Regions from separate parts of the Cricetulus griseus genome. Here region 2 is linked to region 1. Evidence: chromatin contacts called from public Micro-C data. All regions are on one chromosome and are shown on one strand. The core of a region is the stretch at or near the end of the contact, and the rest is flanking DNA. Distances in the headings are between cores, read along the strand shown.

Evidence for each region. Hi-C and Micro-C count contacts between places; a contact is called where the count stands out from the background.
Region 2: a contact with region 1 is called in a Micro-C map of the CHO-K1 cell line, with 6 times the contacts expected there. The contact joins two enhancer-like sites. A contact is called at or near these places in 3 of 8 Hi-C or Micro-C datasets (the CHO-K1 cell line and the CHO-S cell line).

What each region holds. Positions count from the first base shown.
Region 1 is chr2:86,099,526-86,102,528 of CriGri-PICRH-1.0, forward strand. All of the region lies in intron 7 of Palm2akap2 (A-kinase anchor protein 2), which reads right to left. Among named protein-coding and RNA genes, the nearest start is that of CUNH9orf152, 160 kb to the left of the region's middle. Within about 2 kb of position 1,481, at least 2 of the 6 cell types and tissues checked have open chromatin away from gene starts, as enhancers often do. A contact at or near this core is called in the CHO-K1 cell line, where this site is marked.
Region 2 is chr2:86,229,467-86,232,469 of CriGri-PICRH-1.0, forward strand. The region is part of intron 2 of Palm2akap2 (A-kinase anchor protein 2); the gene reads right to left. Among named protein-coding and RNA genes, the nearest start is that of Palm2akap2, 65 kb to the right of the region's middle. Within about 2 kb of position 1,470, at least 1 of the 6 cell types and tissues checked has open chromatin away from gene starts, as enhancers often do. A contact at or near this core is called in the CHO-K1 cell line, where this site is marked.

The sequences.
Region 1 (3,003 bases), core at 231-2,730:
TGCATCAGGGACAGTTTCAGAAAGTTGTCTCAGGCACAAATAAATCAATGGCTGTGACTGATTCCTTATCGATTTTGCTGCATCTTCTCACCTAGCTGGAGTCAGAGGATTAAGTCTCTCAGCAAGTTCTAGTTCCTGGTCACTGACCTGGCTCTGTTGGGTACATACCTCTTCTGCTGTTGATTACACTGTTGAACAGTGTGTATGTGAGTTGACAGGGCAGAGCAACTGAAATGAGACAACCAAGCTTGGGAGAAGGCAGGGACTCCCAGGATGATCTATTGGGAGAGGGATCTGGGTTGGGAGCAGGTAGTCACAGGGCTGGAGTACAGCATCCCATAGACAACACAGCTATGTGTGTTGGGACACATGGAGACAGATTGTAACACCGACCAAAAATGGTAACACGGCAACAGTGAAGGAGGTCTTGAGGGTGCAGCAACTTAGGACATTCTGAGGATAAATATGGGGTGACTCATTTTGGTCATTGTTAGTACAAACATGAAAAAAGGGGGATAGGAAATGGCTCTGACATAGGAGCTGAGATCAACTATGGAAGCAATATGTCCATTGTTACCTTCAGTGGGCATGCCATTCAGGATATTTGAGGATTCGGGTAATAGATTAGTAACTGGAGGCTTTAAAGATAGAAGACAGGGCTAGGCATGGTGGTGACACACGCCTTTATCCCAGCTCTCAGGGAGAGAAGGCATATGGTCACTGTGAGTTCGAGGTCAACATGGTCTGCATAGTGAGTTCTAGGTCAGCCAGGGATACATAGTAAGACCCTGTCTCAAAACAAAACAAAACCCAAAACAAACAAACAAAAAACCCTGAAGACGGATTGGTTGGTACAACACAAAGTTTCAAACTAGGACGGCATTAGAAGTGAGCAATTCACTGGCCCCATCCCACCTGTCAAGCTCTGTAATTCTCTAGACTTTCCTCTCTGTTCCTGAGATGGTCACAGAAGCACCATGAGTCATGAAAATGTCCAGAATTGAGAAAGGGGAAGAATTTCCCTCTTTACTTCCTCAATTAACTTTTTGTTGTTTTGTTCCTCTAGGCAGCCCAGGTAGGCCTTGAGCTTATGATCCTCCTGCCTCAGTATCCTGTGTTGGAATTATAGTCAGGCACCACCATGCCCAGCTTCCCTTCACCTTTGAGAGAAGACCTCAACCAATCCCTGTTCCAGCTGATTCTCATACTCTCACTGGTCAAAATGCAATGTGAACCTATTCCTAAACCAGTTATGGAAAGAGATTAAATGCATCAAAACTTCCCAGATCTGCCTTCTGGGGTGGGGAGGCTCTCAGCATGTAGCTACCAAAAGAGGAATAAACGTGTAAACTGGATTCCTGGCCAGCAAGAAAGAAAGGTGATGACCAAGAGATGAGCAGCCAGTATAGACTGTCATCACACAAGCATGTAGGTCACTAGTTAGAAATGCACATTAGAATGCATCAATAAATACTCAGGCCCTTGAGGGACTCAGCCCTCCAGGACCAAATCTCTTGTGGCAGTGTCTAACCTCAGCCCTACAATGGTGTCTCATCCTCACTGGGGCTTGGAGACTGAAGTTCCTTAATGCTGATGATTCTGCAGACTGATGACTGATTAGAGCTGACTATAGTTAGTAGGAATGTTGCAAATCCAAGAACCAAAATTACCTTGGTCTATCTTTAATCTTCTTAATAGCCATTTATTACCAATCTCTGTGCCTGACTTAATACTCTTTGACGGTGAGGTGAAACTTTTGGATGTAGTAACTAAAAACAAAACCACAACAACAAAAAACATTAAGCCAGGTGGTGGGAGCACACTCCTTTAATCCCAGCACTCAGCAGGCAGATCTCTATGAGTTTGAGGCCAGCTTGGTCTACAGAGTTGAGTTCCAGGACAGCCAGAGCTGCTATACAGAGAAACCCTGTCTCAAAAAACAAAACAAACAAACAAACAAACAAACAACAACAAAAAACATTCTTTTCCCTGACCCCCAGGGCTAAGCACTCAACACACAATGCCTAAAGTCTATAGCAGGGATAACATTGCTGTAAACTGCCTACTCGTTGTCCCCACCAGTGTGTTGTTAGATACACTGATTCGTGCCTGTCTCTTATTCTATGACCACAGAAATTCATGTTGCTGCTTCCCTGATGAGTTCTGTCATGCAGGGCAATCCAAATCTGTGTTCTCAGGACACAGCCTCTCATTTGGCTCAGAACACACTATCGTTTATTCTTTTTGGAGCAAGACTTGCATTTTGCATCAGCAGAACCCACAATTCTGACCTTTAGCCTCATTTATGAGGACATGAGGAGAGAGAGAGAGAGAGAGAGAGAGAGAGAGAGAGAGAGAGAGAGAGAGAGAGAGAGAGAGAGAGCCCTGTGTGTGTGTCTAATAATCTTTGCTGTCAAGGTTGCCTCACTGGTCTGGTATCAATTAGTTTTAAGTACTATGGGCAGGTACTGGGCCTGATACATGCTTAGTTTCCAATGAGAAGTATTAAGATAGCCAGGAACTTTGTGGGAACAGGAACTTGGCAGTAGTAAAAGATAAAAGAGGAGTGGTGCTAACAGTGGAGGGCAAGGACATGGAAGCACAGTCCCGAGCCTTAGCTGATGCATTCTAGGCCAAAGTAATGACAGCCTGTGGTTGGCCCCATGGCCCAGGGCTGGGAAAAGACCCTCAGGTAGGGACCACATGGAGATGCTATGGACACACACACACACACACACACACACACACACACACACACACCTGGAGGTTTTGTGCATGAGTGCTTTGAGGATAGAACCCACCACTCACCAGACCCATCCCTGAGGGGTCACAGTGAGTCCAGCACCCTGTGGAAGCTCATTAACTATAGCCCACACTGATTGAGAATGGGAGAGGCCTCAAGACTGCAGACTTTGTTGTTGTTCCTCTACAAGGAACCTGATGAGTCCTCAGCTTCTGCATCACCTTCCCATGGTCACAGCCTCTCCACTGCACAAGGTCATG
Region 2 (3,003 bases), core at 220-2,719, 130 kb after region 1:
AAAGTGAAAGTACAAGAAAATTCATAAGTATATGAGTTTAGGATGGGAAAAAGACTGTTTTAAAGGACATATGAAGAAACCCACAAAATATAAAATTGGTGATGTTTATTATGGAAAATTTAAGCTGCTTTTTATATATGAATCATAATAACTCAAAAGCAAGTGTTAGCTAAGGAAAACACTTGCAATGTGTGCCCAATGGTTAAGAGTTTAGTAAACAAAGAATTTGTTATAACTCAATATGATTTATAAGGAAAATAGAAACACATTGGCATCGGAAAAAATAAAGTATAGGGAAATGTTCAACATTTTTAATAGACACACAAATTTAATAGCCACTAAAATGTTATTTTCCATTCATAAAATGGATACTCTTTTGGAGCTAGTGTGGGGAAAATGACCCCCTTCTCTCATGTTTTTAAAGATATGTTTATTTTATTTTATGTGTATGACTGGTTTGCCTGCATGTGTGTATGGATACATTGAGTGCCCGTTACCCTTGAAGATTATAAGAAGGCATTGGATTTCTTGGAACTGGGGTTCCAGATGGTTCTAAGCCATCAGGTAGGTGCTGGCACCTGAACATAGATTCTCTGTGTGAGTGACAAATGCTCTTGACTGCAGAGCTCTCTTTACAGCCCCTCTTCCCCCAATTTATAAAATGTATTCATTTATTTATTTGGTATGTATTTTCTTATGTGTGCTTGTGTGAGTGTGTGTGTGTGTGAGCACACCAGTATCATGGCATGTGTGTGGAAGTCAGAGAACAAGATGTGGGAGTCAATTCTCTGCTATCATCATGTGAGTTCGGGAGATCAAACTCAGGTTGTCAGGTTTGGTGGGAAATGCTTTACCCACTGAGCCACCTCACCAGCAGCACTCACCCTCACTGTAATCTGACAAACTGATAAATACACAGCCACCTCTACAGAGCTCATCACCAGAAGCATTTATCTAATTTATTCCTTGTCAGTCCCGGTCAACAAGTCAACAAGAGCCTTGCTCCATAAAGAGCATGTCTATCTGTCTGTCTCACTTATGGCTTAACTCTCATGCCTGGGACAAAGTCAAACATAACATATGCCTACATAAGGATCTCTTGATGAATCGTTTAAAAACACATAAATAAAATTCAGCCATTAAAATCTATTTTAAAAAACTGGTAAAGAGTAGTGTTTTCAATATCAAAATATCACTCTTTTGGGGGACTGGTATGCAAACTCAGTGAGTGTTCTATTACTGAATTATCCCCCAAACCCAGAGTCAGAGAAGGGAGAGGGGAAGGAAATGAGGAGAGAGGGGAGGGGAGAAAATGGAGGGAGAGGAGAGGGGGAGATCGGAGGGGGCAGAGTGAAGAATTGAGTACCACATAGTCAGGTTTAAAAAGCAGAGTCTGACTCTGGGCTTGCTGTTTGTTTGTTTTTCTTACTATGCAGCTAAAGATGACTCATGTTCTTGCCTCAGCTTTAGTCTCTGGAATGACAAGCTGATATGGGGTGGGGTGGGGTTCTCTGTCACTTAGATCTTCTGTCCTTCATACAATAACAGTGGGACTCAGGCTTGGGCTTGTTCAGGATCAGAGTCAGCTCTACCTGAGCCCAGGTGACCAGAGATCTGTCCTGGGGGAGGTATAGAGGGAGGAAGGTGGGACTCCACACCAAGGTCTGCTCAAAATGAAGTGAAACTTGCTATCTGCTGTCACACCCTCCCCTCCCACCCCCCATGTCTACCTCCCTCTGGGGCAAGATTCAAGAACGCTGACTACCAGAGTAGTGGAGGTGGTTCCCTGACCCCATCACTGACATCTGCCTTCCAGCTTCAGATAGGTTGTAACCTGCATGAGCCAGCTTGGTGTCGCCTCAGTTTGACCCTATTTCTCCCTACAATATGTAATCCTAAGAAATTGTTAAGGTCACCCAAGGAACATTAAAGAGAAACATTAAACATGCCAGGCCCAGAGATTGGGATCTTACTAGTCTAGTTCTGGAGTTTCAATGTCAGCCAAGGTGGAAAGTCCTTGCTGGGCATGGCATCTTGACTTGGGCTGTAAGCAACTGAGTTGGATTATGTGGATCTGGACTCTTTCAGCTAACTGAACTATCAGTCAATGCTGTTAGAAGACTCTGGTCAGCCACATTTCTATTTTCATGGCTAAGCCCTGGCTTTCTTTGCACTTCAAAGTCTAAGTCCCTGCCAACGGCTGGTAGTGTCTGAGGCACGGAGACACGGGACAGGAAGAACTTGTCTTAGCACTCAGGACCATCAGTGCTGCCTCCTTGTGGCAATATTTCTCATTCTTACCCACACATGCCGGATTGCCCTTCCCATGAGGCCTCTTCTACCTTTAGTTTATATTACTGTTTCCTTCCTTCCTTCCTTCCTTCCTTCCTTCCTTCCTTTCCTTCCTTCCTTCCTTCCATCTGTCCATCCCTGGAGACAGCAATTCCAGTAACCCAGATTGACCTTGAAAACTCTATGTGGCTGGGAATAACCTAAACTTCTGCCTCTACTTCCTGACAGCTGGCATTATACTCCTGTACAGACACCCCCAGTTTGTAAGGCTCAGGTGAGCCTTATGCATGCCAGGCAGGCACTTTACCGACTGAAATCCTCAGTGCCTCAATGAGTATTTTGTACCCAGGCCAGGAATGATAAACCATTCCAGAAAGGCCAAAATAAGATGGTCCAACCAAGTCTGGCTTTGAGCTAAAAGAAAAGACTTTTGTGCTTCAAACATTCCCTTAAATGCCTCAGTGCTACATTGCATTTCAAAATTCAGAAAGAGGTCTTGGAAGAAACTCTCCATCTTTTTAGATCAGGTACCTTTCACAGGACCTCCATGAATCAACAACAAATTGGATCATCTGCAGAGCTGAGGGGTTGTGACAGAGCCTGTAAGGTCATCCTGGTGGGGGCTAAGGATGAGTCATATGTTTGACCTTTGATGGGGAATGTACTGTGTATATTCATCTTTTGATTATTGAATAAAGTACTGTTTGGCCA